Regions from separate parts of the Rattus norvegicus genome. Here all the other regions are linked to region 3. Evidence: chromatin contacts called from public Hi-C data. All regions are on one chromosome and are shown on one strand. Each heading gives the region's core, a stretch centred on a gene start, on an enhancer-like site or on the middle of the called end of the contact. The rest is flanking DNA. Distances are from core to core; before and after follow the strand shown.

What was found. Hi-C and Micro-C count contacts between places; a contact is called where the count stands out from the background.
Region 1: a Hi-C map of Schwann cells shows a contact between it and region 3, with 4 times the contacts expected there. The contact joins the enhancer-like site here to the promoter of Palmd in region 3. A contact is called at or near these places in 3 of 12 Hi-C or Micro-C datasets (Schwann cells, kidney and psoas muscle).
Region 2: a contact with region 3 is called in a Hi-C map of liver, with 2.4 times the contacts expected there. The contact joins the enhancer-like site here to the promoter of Palmd in region 3. A contact is called at or near these places in 4 of 12 Hi-C or Micro-C datasets (kidney, liver and psoas muscle).

The regions. Positions count from the first base shown.
Region 1 is chr2:207,563,484-207,566,183 of GRCr8, reverse strand. It overlaps Frrs1 (ferric-chelate reductase 1), which reads right to left. Exons shown (of 18, transcript NM_001398971.1): 18 at 1-2,700. Among named protein-coding and RNA genes, the nearest start is that of Frrs1, 57 kb to the right of the region's middle. Within about 2 kb of position 1,368, at least 40 of the 93 cell types and tissues checked have an H3K27ac peak or open chromatin away from gene starts, as enhancers often do. A contact at or near this core is called in Schwann cells, where this site is marked.
Region 2 is chr2:207,584,929-207,587,628 of GRCr8, reverse strand. All of the region lies in intron 3 of Palmd (palmdelphin), which reads left to right. Among named protein-coding and RNA genes, the nearest start is that of Palmd, 40 kb to the left of the region's middle. Within about 2 kb of position 1,313, at least 7 of the 93 cell types and tissues checked have an H3K27ac peak or open chromatin away from gene starts, as enhancers often do. A contact at or near this core is called in liver, where this site is marked.
Region 3 is chr2:207,624,964-207,627,663 of GRCr8, reverse strand. Palmd (palmdelphin) reads left to right here and starts at 1,425. Exons shown (of 8, transcript NM_001025688.1): 1 at 1,425-1,722. The coding sequence starts at 1,678.

The sequences.
Region 1 (2,700 bases), core at 119-2,618, 61 kb after region 3:
CACACATTTGATCCTGCTGGTTCGCACAACAGGAGAATCAGATAAGAACCGTCAGGTGTGTCTGAGCTATTTCATCATATATTCTTATAATAATAAAAAAAAACCACATTTCAGATGCAAAACTGTTAAAAGTTTAACATTGTAATCGAGTGGCAAAGGCCTTACCAGCAACATGTACAAAGCAAGCACCTTTGGCTGGTGTCATTTCACTCAGAAGTTTAATGAGATAGGTTGTTGAAGACGACAAAGACGACTCCCGGGAGACAAACCCCATTGCCACAAACATGGAATTCGGGAGTAACTGTGGCTCCTCAGGCCTCCCTCCCACCTCAGCACCCACTGACAAAGAGGGATCAGTGTCGGGAACAGGACAAGGAGGTGCCAGGAAGATGAAAGAATGGAAAACGTGAACCTGCAGGCTCTGGCTAGGACGGAAACAGAAAGGCAGTGCGGCTGGGTGAGCACCGACACTGTGGGCCGACGAATGAGTATGTCAGGGGTTACACAGGGAAGGAAGGACGGACGTGGGAGCTATGAGAAGGCTGATCCAGTTCATAATGAACATAAAAGAATTGTTTCTCCAGTCCCATTAATAATGGATTATCTTGAACAAGGGCCTTTGTTCCCCGTTTCCCCCTTGCTTCAATAGAATACATAGATAAACAGACTTGGAGCCAAGAGCCACACGGCCCCCATGGCTTCCTAGTTGGTATCTGCTGTGCTTGCCTTCCTACAGCCTCCTGGGCGGGAGGGGAGGATGTGGGGAGGATGAGGCATCACCTCACCTCCAGCCCGGAATCCTCAAACTGAGAAGCGCTAACAGGAACGAGAGTCACATATTCACTACAGTTACAGGCCGCTGTGCCCCAGCTTGACCTCCTCAGACCAGAAGCTGACAAGGCCAAACACAGACTCAGTCTATGCTAACTTAACCATGATTTTCTAGACTATTTCTTTTTTATTTTGTGGAAAACATTGATCTCTATTTTACAGAATAGCCCTTCTTTAAGAAAACATGGTTTTGCTGTTTTTGACAATATGCCTAGACACAGAAAAATCATTTAGTTTTTCTTTTTTTAAAAAAAATATGTATACTTTTTTTTTTTTAAAAATCTACCCAGATTGTTTATTGCAAAACTAAGACCAAGCACAGGGAGCAGAAGGGTTGTAACGCGTCCGTTCCTAAGGGAAATGGGCGCACTAAGATTAAGTGGCACAGATTTGTTTGCACAGCTCGATGGAGGAGTAAACCCGAGCAAACACCACTCCGTGAAAAAGAATATGCTATGCAGAAACTCACAGCTGGTCAAAGCATCTGCGGAGCGATGAGTCACAAGTGGAGCATCTATATCACGCCCTTTCCCAGCGCTCAGGGACCACGTCAGAGCAGTCCCAGAGACTGCAAGTGCCAGAGGCTGGGAAGGAAGGCGCAGGGTGGAAACAGTGTCTTCGGGAGCTGGCAGGATACCTCACTCATGACCTCACAACCACTGTGGTTGCCTGCACAACTCCTGTGCAAGGTCAAGCCAGTCCACATGAGGTGGGAAGGAGTCCCTAAGTCCATCCCTACCTGAGGACCTACAGTTGATGGCTTCTCATGGGAGCGAGTCAGTTTTCTTTAGGGGTGTGGCTTGGGAAAAATTGACCTCGATCTTTGGTGGGCAGCCAGAAACCCAGGAGGATATAGACAGCACAGATTATTGCAAACAAACAATAATAAGACATACAGTTTGGGAGTAGAGAAGTTAGTGGAGATGTGGGAGGAGCTAAGGTGAATATGATCAAAATACATTATATGAGATATGAGAGATGTGTGTGTGTGTGTGTGTGTGTGTGTGTGTGTGTGTGTGTGTGTGTGTGTTTTCCAAGACAGGGCTTCTCTGTGTACCCTGGCTGTCCTGGTGAACTCTCTTATAGACCAGGCTGGCCTTGAACTTACAGAGATCCGCCTGCCTCTGCCTCCCACTGGAATTAGAGGCCTGTGGTACCACACCCACCTGTCATTATGTAAAGTTCTTTTTTCTTAACTTATTTATATATTTACCTCCCCTCCCCTCCCCAGGCCTCTCCTCACAGGGTTCCTCCTCCCATCCTACTTCCCTTTCGCCTCTGAGAGGGTGCCCCTACGTATTAAAGAAATAATAAAAAAAATTTCTTTTGAAAAATACATTACAATATTGGCCTTGGCATCAGAAGTCCAGAAGTTCACCCATCTGCAAACCAAACCTAAGCAAATTCCACCTTTTCCTGAAGGGATTTTCCTTGTCTGATACTAAATAAGACTTATTAAGACATATGTTTTGGCCTTTAGTGGCTTATAATGTAAAACTGAAAGAAAATTTTTTCATACAGATTCACATTGTTACTCTGCCATTTCTCCGGTGCTAGGACAGAAGCATGGCTTCACACTCACTACTCAAGCACGGTGCCTCTGAGCTACATCCCCAGCCCTTTCTCTTGAAATAAAGACATTCTCAAGAGATATTTAAACCGAAATGTGGCATTCATTGACCATGAGCACAAGAAATTCCTACCGAAGCCTAAGCTATTTTTAACTAAGATCTATGTAGAGAAAAACCAAAAGTTTTCACTTTATTGGTTAGAAATAAAAACAATGAACTGGGGTAATTACTGAGAGATGAAAATAGGGTTCTGGAGCCAAGCAGAAATCCGAAATCATCCGAAAGAGTATCTAAAAAC
Region 2 (2,700 bases), core at 64-2,563, 40 kb after region 3:
ACCAGAAGTGTAATACAGCATAAATAATGGGGAAATAAATGAATGAATAACATAGACCATATGTAGACTATAAACCTGTAACATTTTACATCAGACCTTTCACAGAACAACTGTGCTGGCCGGTGTATCAAGCACTGTTTCCTGCTAGAATGTCAACCTCTCCAATTTTACTATCATATCAATACCATGTAGGATAGTTCCTGATACAGCAAGTATGCTAAATGAACAGTTTAATGTGCTCGCATGAATGAATGAAGACAAAGATGAGTCTCAGTGATTAGTCTAGGGTCACACAGGAAGTTGGCAGATGAAGCAGAATTCAAGCCTACATTTCTCTTCATTCCACAGTGGGGTCCCGAGAGGCTCCGTAGCCTTTGAATCTCCTTCATTTCTACCCAGGTTCCCCTTTACACCCTGTGGCTAACACACACATTGGGAGGAAACCCTTAAGTGGGTAGTGAAAGGAGACAAAGATAGGATGTGTTATGGAAAGCCTTGAGTGGGCTTTTCCTCTCAAGAATGGGCTTGGGCCTGCTACCTGCCACATTCAACTGGCTTTCAAAACCACTGTCTTTTCTAGCTTCACCTAACATCAAACAAAACAAGACAGGTATTATTATTCTCTCTGTGCTCATTTCGAAACTGAGGTTTTCGGAGGTTAAAGAAATTGACTATAATGTGTAGCAAAGACTACAGCATCCAGATCTACTGCTCTTAGTGGTTTCCCACCCTACCAGAGTAGAGCTGCACACATTTCATAATCCAGCACACATTTTACAATTCAGCTGAGGAGAAGATGGGACCTGGAGGAAATGTTTATAATGGCAGCCATCGTCTAAGAAGCCAGGGTTACTATAATTCACTTGAAGTTGTATGATGTTCAAGAAAACTCCCTCAGCTACAAATGACCTACAAATGCCCAGAGGCAGCATCAACATCAGACCCGGAATTAAAGCAATGAACAGAATGGCCAAGGCAATCACATCCTTGGATTTTTAAAGGTGAGACAGTGGCCTAAGAGTCTGGAGCAGCCAGGCCCATGACCATCTTCAAGAAGGAGGCCAAGCGAACTGACAATTATGTCAGCCGACATGAATATCCACAGCTGGTATCTCTTGGACCAGCTGTTATGTCAGATCAGGAGTCCTCCGAGGCCGCTGACTTTCGAGTTCAGTGTGGCTGGCAAAGACTACACGTGTTTCATGACTGGAAGAACCAGCCTTGGTGACTGCAGCTGTCAGGGTCTGTGGAATCATGCAGAGCAGAGGCTCCTGGAGTTCATCCAAATGCTGATATGAGTTCAGAGAATGTGTAACAGTCCACAAGTGTCTCTCTCTGCCAGTTCCTTTGTGCGTCATCAGGCTATACGCACCTACTATCACACCACAGAAAATGAGACCGTTAGACTAGGATTTTGTCCACTTGTCCATCTCTTCACCCTACTCAGAAAAGGACACAGTGCTCAAGGAGCTTAAAACGGTGTCGTTTCTGATGTTAGAACGTACAAGGGTCAGATGCGGTGCCACACACCTTTAATCTCAGCACTCAGGAGGCTGAGGCCAGCAGACATCCTCGAGCCCTAGGCCAGCATGGTCTTCACAGGGAGTCTCATACAGCAGGACAGTCAACTGCTACACAGTGAGACTATGTCTGGGCTTTTTTTAGGGATGGGGGTTGTTTGAGACAGGGTTTCTCTGTGCGTAGCCCTGGCTGTCCTGGAATTCACTCTGTAGACCAGACTGGCCTCAAACTCACGTCCCTCCCTCCCTGGTTTTGAAACCACATTGTTTGTACCTCAGGCTAGTCTCAAAGCTTCGGTCTTCCTGCCTCAGCCTCCAGAGCTCTGTAATCAAGCCTGTGCAGCCACCCTCAGCCTAGAGAGGCTCTTTATGAAATAAATTAGTCCGGTTTCTGTGGAAGCAACCTTAGCCATTGCAGCAAAGAAAAGGAGGCCAAAATCGAATGCTTCACTAACGTGCTACTTAGCCTTCTCATCCCTGTGACAAGTGAGCAAAGGATGTGTGGGGTCCACGGCTTGAGGAGAGGTAGTCTGAGGAGATGTAGTCTGAGGAGATGTAGTCTGAGGAGATGTAGTCTGAGGAGATATAGTCTGTAATGCCAAGGAGGGATAGAAGCAGGAGCAGCGGGCAACAGCTGATAACACTGAAGATGGGGGAGTGGGGCAGAGATAGACAGAGAGAGAGAGAGGGAGGGAGAAGGAGGGGGGAGGGCAGAGAGAGAGAGAGAGAGAGAGAGAGAGAGAGAGAGAGAGAGAGAGATTGGTACCCTGTGAGCTCTTTCATTTTTCCGTCTTTATTCGGTCTGGGTCCTCAGACCTTGCTATACTGGGCCTCTCCATCTCAGTTAAATCTCCCCAGAATAACCCTCCCAAACGAGTCTGACAGTTTGCTCTATTAATGTCCTGGAGACTGATTTAATCCAATCTCATCAAAATTAACCTTGATATCTGAGAAGTCCCTGTGTAAAACTAAATAAAATAAAAGTAAGCAGACTTGGATTAAGAACTGTTCAAGTCAAGAATACCCTTAGGAGGGGATAGGGAGGCAAAGTTCAGAACAGAGGTTGAAGGAACACCCATTCAGAGCCTGCCCCACATGTGGCCCATACATATACAGCCACCAAACTAGATAAGATGGATGAAGCAAAGAAGTGCAGGCTGACAGGAACCAGATGTAGATC
Region 3 (2,700 bases), core at 176-2,675:
TCTAAGGTCTATACGTTTCTGCAGAATAGAATAACACAGGGTTCTGCCTAAAGTTTTCCCGTCCATCTGTAAGCATCCCAGGAGCTTGATTGAGGAAGTAGCTGGGGTTCAACTCCCTCATGAAGATTGATTTAACCTTCAGCCTGTGTCTCTCTTTGCCCTGTGTCCTTGGGCATTGCTTGATGAATGACTGTTACGAAGTCAGACAGCTGACATTCCCATCCTGGCTTTGCTACTTATTAGCCATGCAGACAAATGACCTCCCTGAGCCTGTTGCCTCATTTTAAAATAGGAATAATAGCACCTATCACTCAACACCTCTAAGATAAATAAGATGAGGTGCATTTGTCTATGGACAAATATTAGCTACTACTATTACAAATATCAAAAGCACAAAGAAATGTATGCCGTGTAGTCAGTGCTGGGCCTGTCTATTTAACCTCCCTGCCTGAATGGTGATATTAAAGGGCTGATCGCATCCAAACACATAATAATGTGGTGGATGATAATTGGGATTCACCACATCAAAATGCACTTAAAGAACAGGTAGGAAAAAGAAAACAAAGTCAGCTGCAAAGCTCCTGGCTCTGCTTTGACCTGAGTTTCACCAGGCTTCACTGCCTCCCTCCAACGGGTAGGGGCTGTCCACCCACGGTTACAGAATCTAAGCACCGGTTAACAGGCTCGCTCATTGCTCTTGCGTAACTGCTGAGGTCAAAATGGGCACCTTCCTGAACTGAAGACTGTCGTTTTTTGAATGGGGTCCAAAAAAGGTGCTGCAGTCCCCAGACATCCAAGGATGGCACCAAGCACTTCCGGGGAGCCAGCTTTTGAACATTAGCACCTTAACACCTTGGTTTGTTTTTTTTTTTTTTTTTTTTGCAACACCTAAGATTCCAAGGTCTGTGACAAAGGTCTGTGGTGTGTCTTTGTGAGGGGAGCTGAGCTCATGCAAATATTCTACTCTAAGAGTTCTTAGATAACTAAAAGAGCCATCACCAAGCTGAGGGAGAGTGACAAACAAGTGACTTAGCACTTCTGCCCCAGTCTCTCTCCTCTTTCTTTCTCTCTCTCTCTCTCTCTCTCTCTCTCTCTCTCTCTCTCTCTCTCTCTCTGTGTGTGTGTGTGTGTGTGTATGTGTGTGTGTGTGTGTGTGTGTGTGTGTCATCGTCTCTCATCTCTGGTGCTAGAGTGAGGTAAACTAAGCGAGGTAACTTTAAACACACAGGCTCACAGGAAAACCCGGGCTGCTCCAACACTCAGCACACACCACACGGCAGCTCCCTGTGCCACTCCTGGAAAATAATGACTTGGGTAAGGAACAGTTAATAAGAAAATGTGTCTCGCTAACCGTGCACAGTACAACAAAGAGCTGGCAGCCCCTGAAGGAAAAGGGCTTGTGCGGCTGCCGTTCAAACTTGTCAGTCAACTCGTGCCAGCAGCCTCAGCGTCTGCCTCCCCAGCACACCCTCATTACATGTGTCTGTCTGGCCTCATCGGTGCATCGGCTCAGAGCCGCTCCTGACAATTCGGAATTCTCTTCCTTTCTCCCTGGTGCAAAGAGCGAATTTCTCTCCGTGTCGCTTCTGTCATCTCCAGCTCCTCTCCTCAAGGACGCACCTTGATTTATGGTAGCTTGGGACTTCCTTCAGCGTCTGCCTGTCCTTGACTTCTAGAATGGAAGAAGCCGAGCTGGTAAAGGGAAGACTCCAGGCCATCACAGTAAGTCTGCATAGAGTTTTAAGTCATTAAGGTGGTTGCTTAGATGAACCACACCGTTGCTAACTGTCCTTGTCTCCCAGTCCTCACAACTGCAGAAACAGAACTGAGCCTTCTGTGGACTCGGGTCTGTTTCTCTTAACCCTTGTGACCCTCCATGACACTGGGGCTTCAGAACCTGAGATCAAGGGAAATGTTTCTGGATTTTACAGATGATGTTTGCATTTTAAACGACAATCAAGAGTTGTTTAGGTTTTGTTTGTTTGTTTGTTTTTTAAGTAGTTTGTAAACTCTCCTCTCCTATGGATATTTAAAGTTTAGTTTTTTATTTCAGATTCCTTCTGACAAATGTTTTTATAGATACCCAAATGGAATTCAAAGCAATGAATGTAACCACCAAAAGTTCTTTTCTTTTAAAAAAAAAAAGGAGTAGACCAAAAGGAAGAAAATCTGAAAGTTTTTTTTTTCTTATTCATTGTGTCAAAGTATATTCCAGAAAAGCCTAACTGAATTAAAGCACAGCTTGGGGTGTGTGTGTGTGTGTGTGTGTGTGTGTGTGTGTGTGTGTGTGTGTGTGTGTGTTTTCAAGCGAAGTGTTAAACAGGAGAAAAGTATCAAAGGCACGCATCAGAGTAATTCTCAGAGATCGTCCGGTTTTCCAGTACAGAAGTGCAGACATAGCTCGAATAAGATCTCAATACAGGAATGCCATGCATGAGATGGATTTGGAAAATATTTCCCTAATTCCAGGAAGAAAAGTAGTACATTTGATGTTTGTTCTGGGAAAGAATCAAAGCAAGAAATTAATTGCTTTTCTTAAGTGGTGCCACTCTTTCTCGTTGACTTCCAAACTGCTGTATGTGACAATAACCTGAAAGTCCCTGACCCATTCAAGTATCATCGTTAACGTAACTTTTGATAGCGTTTTTGAGGAAAAGCAACTTGGCAAATCCACACCCCTCCCTGTGTGTCACATTTTCT